Regions from separate parts of the Mus musculus genome. Here region 2 is linked to region 1. The links are chromatin contacts, called in public Hi-C maps. All regions are on one chromosome and are shown on one strand. The core of a region is the stretch at or near the end of the contact, and the rest is flanking DNA. Distances in the headings are between cores, read along the strand shown.

Region 1 (3,540 bases), core at 510-3,009:
TTATCGGGTGCCTGCCCTATGTTCAGGGCCACACAGACAGAGAGTGAGGAGTGTGGTGTGACCTGCAGGTGGTGGAAGATGGGCTCCTAGCAGAAGTGACATTTGAGGGACCCCACCACACCTTTCCCCACCCCCACACCAGCATGTGAAGAGATGAGCTCAGAGAAGTGGGGGAAGGGATGCCCCTGGCATGGGACTGAGGACTGCCCCAGAGAGATCTCTCCACAGTTCCAGGCCAACCTGGAAATAGATGAAGGCCCTGGGGGATCCCAGGGGCTCCAGAGCCCAAGGTGGCTGCTTTTCTGCCTTTTTTTGAGAGGAGGAACAGGGTAAGGCGCTAAAGAAAGCATAAATTTGGGACTATAGAGTTCCGAGTCCTGGTTTTGTCCTGGACTTGTGTGACCAAGAACCAGGCTCCTCTCCTCAGGTGGTCTGAGTTTACCAACTGAGGATGGACCACAGAACTCTGTGTGAATGACATGTGGTGAGGAAGGGAAGACACAGAGCAGGGTCACACAGAACCACCCCCTCCTCCCCGCCCTCCCCAGTTAGTAGGAGACAGTGTGGCCCAGTGCGGGGATCATGCCAGTGTGTGCTTCCTCTAGGAGGGGAAATGGAAAACTTGCAGTAAAGACTGTTGGACAGTAGGGGGCGCCAGCCGAATGACCAGCGGTCGGTTCCAGGAAGGTGGAAGTAGTTGGTCTGGAGTTGGCTTATGATGGTTGGTGGCTGCAGGAAGTCTGACTTCCGAACAGGCTTTAATGCGGACTCTTACCCAAAACTCATCTCAGTTCACTGTGTTGACCACTGTTCTTCAGCTTGGAGAACTGAGGATTGACGGTTTTTTACATTTTAATCAGCTAGTTTGTTACAAAAGTAAACTGCTTTTGCCTTGAATGTTTGTTTTGCTTGGTACACAGTGTTAAGACAAATTCTGAGGTATGGATTTGACTCCACAGCAAAGGATCCTAAGATTCATTAGTAATGTCTGTCAGGGTGAAGCCATGGAGGGCACAGCAGGCGTGTCCGGTATCTGCCACCTCTCTTTAAAGCAGTTTCATTACTGGACAGAATTGTCTATCGATGCAGAGATGCTGGGTTGATTTGGGTACGGTCTCCCTGCAAGACCATGTCAGAACAAGGAGCCTACTTGTTGATTCGTCATGGCTGTGAGCATGAAGAAGTTGCCTCTCTAGACCCTGCAAACCTGTGTTCACATTTACAGCCAGCATAGCTCACAATGAAAGAAGGACATTCAGTATAGAACCACCCAGGGTTGTTCTGTGATACTGGACAGGCTGGTGGGTATTGAGGGCAGGCTGGATCACCCCAGAACCTGGCATAGGGGCAGAGCAGCAGGCTTGGGCAGAGCTCAGGCGTGACCAAGGCTTCTGAGCTGAAGAACACTGGTGGCGTCCATGGTGTTGCACACTTGACAAGGTCCTGTTGGCTGCAGGTCTGCTCGTGGAAGAGAGTACGCTACCTGTGAGGGCACCTGGAAGGATCTGAACCAGAAGTCCCAGGTCAGGCCTTTTTGTGGGGAGCTGGGGGACAAGTGTGGCAACAGCAAAGAGCCAAGCCTCCATGAGGCCAGAGTTAGGGAGCAGGGTCAGCTAGCTCTTGTGGGCAGAGTCCCCAACAAAGGGCTCACATGTTCTGCTCTGACTAAAAATAACTGGTGCTTATTGCAGATGATCTAGGAGATGCAATGAAAGATAAAAGCTAAAGCTGCAAACAGCCCACAGACACCTCATTATACAGACAGTGTCTCTCAGCATGAGTCACATCTCAAGTCAGACACAAAGTGACATTGTGCTACAGTGTTGGCCATGAAACTCGGGGCTTTACCCATGCTAGGCAGGCCCCTATTTCCACACACGGTCTCATTGATTTGCCCAGACTGGCCTTGGATTTGCTCTGCAGCCCTTGACTTTCCAATCCCCCTGCCTCAGCTTCCTAAGTAGCTGGAACAACAGTCCTGAATCCCTGGTTAGCCTTATAGTTTTGAATTTTCCTTCCTCCAGTGGCGTTCAAGAAATGGCAGGTGACCGCTTCATGACAGGTGCTTGCTAGCATTTGTTAAAATGCAGATCTTGCCTCTACCTCCACTGACTGAGCCTCAGGACCACCCCCCCCCCCCGCCCCCACCTGAGCTGGGCCAGAGATCAGAGGGGTTTGGACAGGGAGGAGACAAAAGAATGCTCTCTGAGTTTGTCACCAACTTGGGGTTGCTGACAAAAGGGGCCACAGTTCTCTTTGTCTCCCACTTGGTAGAGGAGCTCTGGACCAGTAGGCAACGAGTAGCGCCTCTTCCTCCCTCTCCTCCTCCTCCCTCTCTTCCTTCCCTCTTCCTTCTCCTCTTCCTCTGCCTCTTCCTCTTTGTCCTCCCCCTCCTTCTATTCCTCCTCCTCCTCTTCTTCCTTCCTTCCTGGTGAGGCGTCTCTGGTGAGTTCCTGGAAAGGGCACACTCAGGCTGCATGACAGCTGTCCTCAGGCCTCTTGGGGACCTGAGAGGATGGAGGCCCCTGAGCTGCTGTCCACACCATGTTGGGCATTCACTCAGCCCACACTGGTTTTCTCTACAAACCTTTCTTGGCAACACAGAGACCAAATATGGTTTAGAAGAAATGGCAGGTCCAAGAAGGTGAAGAGTTGGGTTGGAGAGAATCAGGACTCCCCGCTGGACCCCCATCTTCATGCTTTATGAACTTCCAAAGAGGCCTTACAGCAGCCATTGTAGTAGAGAGCTGGTGGGGTGGGTGGGGCGGGGTGTGGGGTGGGGCAGGGCAGTGCTCACAGCAGCCATAGTCACAGCTGGTGAAATGGGGTAGGGTGGGGTGGGGCTCTATAGCATTTCAAAAAGAGGAGTAGGAGCTGCTTAAGTGACTCAGCAACTAGGGATGCTTGCTGCCGTCCCAGAGGACAAGTCTGATTCCCAGCACCCATGCCCGGTGGCTCACAACGCTAACTCCAGGATCTTATGCCATCCTCTGGACTCTACGTGCCCACACACAGAATTTAAAAAATTGTTTAGAAAGAGGAACAGTGGAATTCTGGGAAACCACTGACTAGCTATGAGGAGTCTTAGAGCATTCCAGATCAGACCAAAGCAACTGGAAAGGCAACAGTTTCCCTTTGGATAGGTCAGCAGGCTGTGTAGCCAGAACAGGTGGGTCAAATTAGCTAAACCTCCCCAGCCTTCTGCCCAGCGCCTCTCCCTCCTTCCCAAACCAGAAAGCCTTAGTGAGCTCGTTTGTTCCAGTCCCTCCAGCTACCTCTCCTTCCTCTCCTCTCTGGGCCCCATGGCTCCTGCTCCTTCCTGGAGTTGTTCTCTTGCTGGTGGCTGAGCTGGGGGTCCTCACTCCTCCAGCCCCAGCTGAGACCCCAGGGAGCAGGCACACTGTGAGTGATTCTGTCAGCCCATGTCCTATCGGCCTGTGCTCTAAGGGGTGGGTGAGGACTCGGGACAGCTGACCTGGAGGAGAAGGGTGGTCATATGGAAGGCATGACACTGGGCAGGTTTTGTTCTGAAGGGCAGAC
Region 2 (3,540 bases), core at 674-3,173, 290 kb after region 1:
AGAAATCCGCTTGCCTCTGCCTCCTGAGTGCTTGTAGGGCGCTTTTTTGTTTGTTTGCTTGTTTTTCGAGACAGGCTTTCTCTGTGTAGCCCTGGCTGTCCTGGAGCTCACTTTGTAGACCAGTCTGGCCTCAAACTCAGAGATCTGCCTGCCTCTGCTCCCAAGTGTAGGGCGCTTTTTAAAAACACATGCTCAACCCTGGGCTCAAGCCCTCCCAATACAAAACCAAGAGAAAAAAAAAAAAAAAAGACTCTCGTGTAAATTCCCCAAATGAAAGGTGAAGATCAGCAGCCCTAGGTGCTGAGATGAGACGGACAAGCAACCTGTGCCCTCGGCTTCCTCCCTGAGCCCATGAACCTGATCCCAGTGAACAGACTTAGAAATCCCGTAGGAGCCTTTGACAGAGGGACCTAGGGACTCAGTGGAGCAGAGCGGAGCAGAAGTGGGGGTCCTGCTATGAGCGATCAGAGCTCTTGGTGACTGGCACTGGAGATGACCCAGGAGCACACCCACCGTAGTCGATGCTAAGCCTTCAGTGGAACCTGGAGGGAACCCAAGGGGAGCACTGTCCCGCACAGTCCTCAAAGGGTTCTCAGACAGTGATAGAGTCAAGACTGGGGAAACATAGCCACTCCCAGAGTATCACACCCCTGGGACTGAGCCCTGCCATCCACCAACAGAGGGGGGGTGTAGGGTACACTTCTGCACCAGCCGAGAAGGACTCAGGACGCTTCGTGACCCTGTGGTGAGGCTCTGCATCAGAAACACAGTATGCGGAGTCCTTGGGCTACGGTTTTCTGTAGTCCAGGAATGAAGCTGCTGCCCAGAGAAGGGACTCCCAACCCCAGCGGGAGAGCTGGGCAGCCATCTGATCCACTGCAGCTGTGGGGAGGGTGGATTCAGTGCAGGGCAGGACCATGGCAGAGAGGCTGCCAGTGGGAGGGGCTTTCCCAGACAGCCTTCTGTATGGCTGATGCCAAGGCTAGGGTCAGATGATGACAGATTTCCTGCTGAGCCCTCTGAAATGTTTGGAACTCGGCAATGACAGTCCAGAAGTTTCTGTTTCCCTGGAAGGCTCTGAAAGGAGAGTTCTAGATAAAGACTCCCGGTTTTGTTTTTGTCCTCTTACCCTGCCTGAACTATCCTGGCACCTCCACTGGGGTGGAACAATGGCTCTGAGACACTTGGCCACTTCCTGTCTCGCATCAGCATTTATTTAAGAAGCCCACTTCTTGGGTTTCGCAGAGGCACACTCTTCTCCGAGACCCACTGAAAAGCCATCTCTAGCTTTCAGTTCAACGCAAAGCATCGCTTCATTCTACAGACGAGGAAACTGAGGCCTGGAGAAGGTCAACTCAGCCTCCCCGTCCTTGCCACACCCTTCAGCTTCCAAGAATGCCTCAAGAGGGAGTGTTAGGTGACAGGAAACAGAAACACAGAAACGCTAGCTTTGAGGCACTAAAGCTGGGCCTGCCTCCCCCTCTCCTGCTTGCTTTGGCTAGAGTTGTCCCTTCCCCTCGGGACTTCAGTTGCCTTATCTTGTAAACGCAGATAATTATAGCAACCGCTCTCCAGGGTTGACGTGTAAATGAGAAGAGCTGGTCATCTGTCGCGAGCTCGGTGCACTGTAAGCTGAAGACACTGAGCAAAATGAACAGCCCTGTTTAGTCATGGTGACAACTCGAATGTGCAATACCCCCACCCAGAGACCCATGCATTGTACACTCCAGCTTGTGGGAGGTTGGGAAACCTTCGGGGCATTATACACATAGGTCACTGTTTGGTAGTGCTTCCGATCCACCAAGATACAAACAAGCCACTGTCCTAGCTTTTCATCCAGGTATGTCCAACCCTTCCTCTGTGGTGGAGCAAAGGTCGCTGTGGTGACCAGCTGACCCCTTATCCCTGTAGTCATAGCAATGACATCAGCAGACACACTCAGAGACAACCAGGTGTGTGGCAAGGATCCTGGACCCGCCGCTCTTCACTCTGAGAGAGGTGGAGAGGTCACGAGGACTCATTCGCTCCCCTCTGCCTCCCTTGAGGTCACAGAAGGAAGGGAAACTGAAAGCAGAACTCTATGATGCGATTCTCGTGAAGCCATCCCTCAGAGATGTGGGACTTTTGGGTGACACAGCTTTCTGAGTCGCCCACGCCTGTGAGTTTCCCTGCACAATGCTTCCATCAGGAAGTCTGAACCAAGCTGGACTCTGGGTGAGACTTTCTTTTTTTCATTTTGGGGTGTGTGTGTGTGTGCTCAAGAATGCATGCACATACTTCTTTTGTTTTTCAAGACAGGGTTTCTCTGTGTAGCCCTGGCTGTTTTGGAACTCTGTAGACTAGGTTGGCCTTGAAACTCTCAGAGATCCACTTGTCTCTGCCTCCTGAGTGTTGAGATTAAAGGCATGCGCCACCTTGTCTAGCTGCGTCTCTTTTTTCAATGCCTCATCAGTGGCCTGCCTTGTCCTAAGAAAAGCAACACAGCGGCTACACCGGGACCTCCTGCCGCCTCTGGTTGAGCCACTGTGGCAGCCACGTCTTCACCACAGTGACAGATAAGCCCTTGTCAATGTCTCTCCCTGAGTCCGTTCTGCCACCCGTTTTGTCATAGTAAAGGATACAGTCACAGGTCTTGACAGCGAGTCCCTCGTGTGACCTGTAGCACCCAGATATTGCATAGCCCCGTTTTCCATCAGCACCTGGCCCTGTGTCCTCACTGGCTTCCGGGAGAATGCGTCAGTGATGGTGGTTCCTCAAATGTCCTATCATTTGTCAGAAGTGAGTCCGTAGCATTATCAGACATACCAACTCAGCCTGTACATCCATAAGGGGCACCCAGAGCCCCAGAGAGAGATAAGGGCTTGCCCAAGCTCACCAGCAAGGGCTGACGGGAACAGGTCCCAAGCTCTACCCACATGGACACATAGCTCCTCCACCTTCTTCCTGAAAGGAGACTGGCCCAGGTGAATGTTTAAAGGCTACATCCAGGATGGGAGATTCATGCCTGAGTCAGTCAGTCCCCTAGGAAGGCCCAATGTTCTGAGTCCTCAGTCCACAGAACTGTGAATTTCACAGAGGCAGAGAGGCCATGGATCAGTGGACTTTGCCTAGTTGTATGATAAAATACCAGTGTTTGCCAAGGGTCTGTCTTTATGAGCCTGGGTTCAGCTCTCAGGATTGCACTTGACAGGTACAGGTTGTAGTGGTTTGCATGAAAATGACCCCCAGGTAGGCTCCAGTGTTTGAATTCTTGATGCTTAACTGGTGGAACTGATTGGGAAGGATTAGGAGGTGTGTCCTTGGTAGAGGATGTGTCCACCAGGAGTGGGCTTGGAGGTTTCAAAAGATGCATGCCATTCCCAGTATCTTGCTCTGTGTCATACTTTGCAGGACCACGATGTGAGCTCTCAGTTGTTCCTGCCCTTGTGTTTTGTGTTTTTGTTTTGCTCTGTCAGCGAGGACTCTAACCCTCCGAAGCTGAAGCCCATTTAACCACTTCCCTTTATAAGTTGCCTCGGTCATGCACGTTTTATCACAGTA

The links. A called contact is a pair of places that touch in the nucleus more often than the background predicts.
Region 2: a contact with region 1 is called in a Hi-C map of embryonic stem cells, with 3 times the contacts expected there. The contact joins two enhancer-like sites. A contact is called at or near these places in 8 of 39 promoter capture datasets (the C10 cell line, the HPC-7 cell line, cranial neural crest and 5 more), 4 of 15 datasets of contacts at CTCF or cohesin (embryonic stem cells, large pre-B cells, pro-B cells and 1 more), 52 of 484 Hi-C or Micro-C datasets (B cells, the Ba/F3 cell line, the C2C12 cell line and 27 more), 13 of 115 datasets of contacts at active chromatin or transcription factors (CD8 T cells, the HPC-7 cell line, bone marrow-derived dendritic cells and 6 more) and 2 of 9 other capture datasets (embryonic stem cells and liver).

Annotation. Positions count from the first base shown.
Region 1 is chr4:135,017,597-135,021,136 of GRCm38.p6, forward strand. No RefSeq gene overlaps it. Among named protein-coding and RNA genes, the nearest start is that of Gm42327, 32 kb to the right of the region's middle. Within about 2 kb of position 1,760, at least 47 of the 459 cell types and tissues checked have an H3K27ac peak or open chromatin away from gene starts, as enhancers often do. A contact at or near this core is called in the Ba/F3 cell line, the C2C12 cell line, CD8 T cells and 6 more, where this site is marked.
Region 2 is chr4:135,311,923-135,315,462 of GRCm38.p6, forward strand. No RefSeq gene overlaps it. Among named protein-coding and RNA genes, the nearest start is that of Gm12984, 7.6 kb to the left of the region's middle. Within about 2 kb of position 1,924, at least 282 of the 459 cell types and tissues checked have an H3K27ac peak or open chromatin away from gene starts, as enhancers often do. A contact at or near this core is called in the Ba/F3 cell line, the C2C12 cell line, CD8 T cells and 6 more, where this site is marked.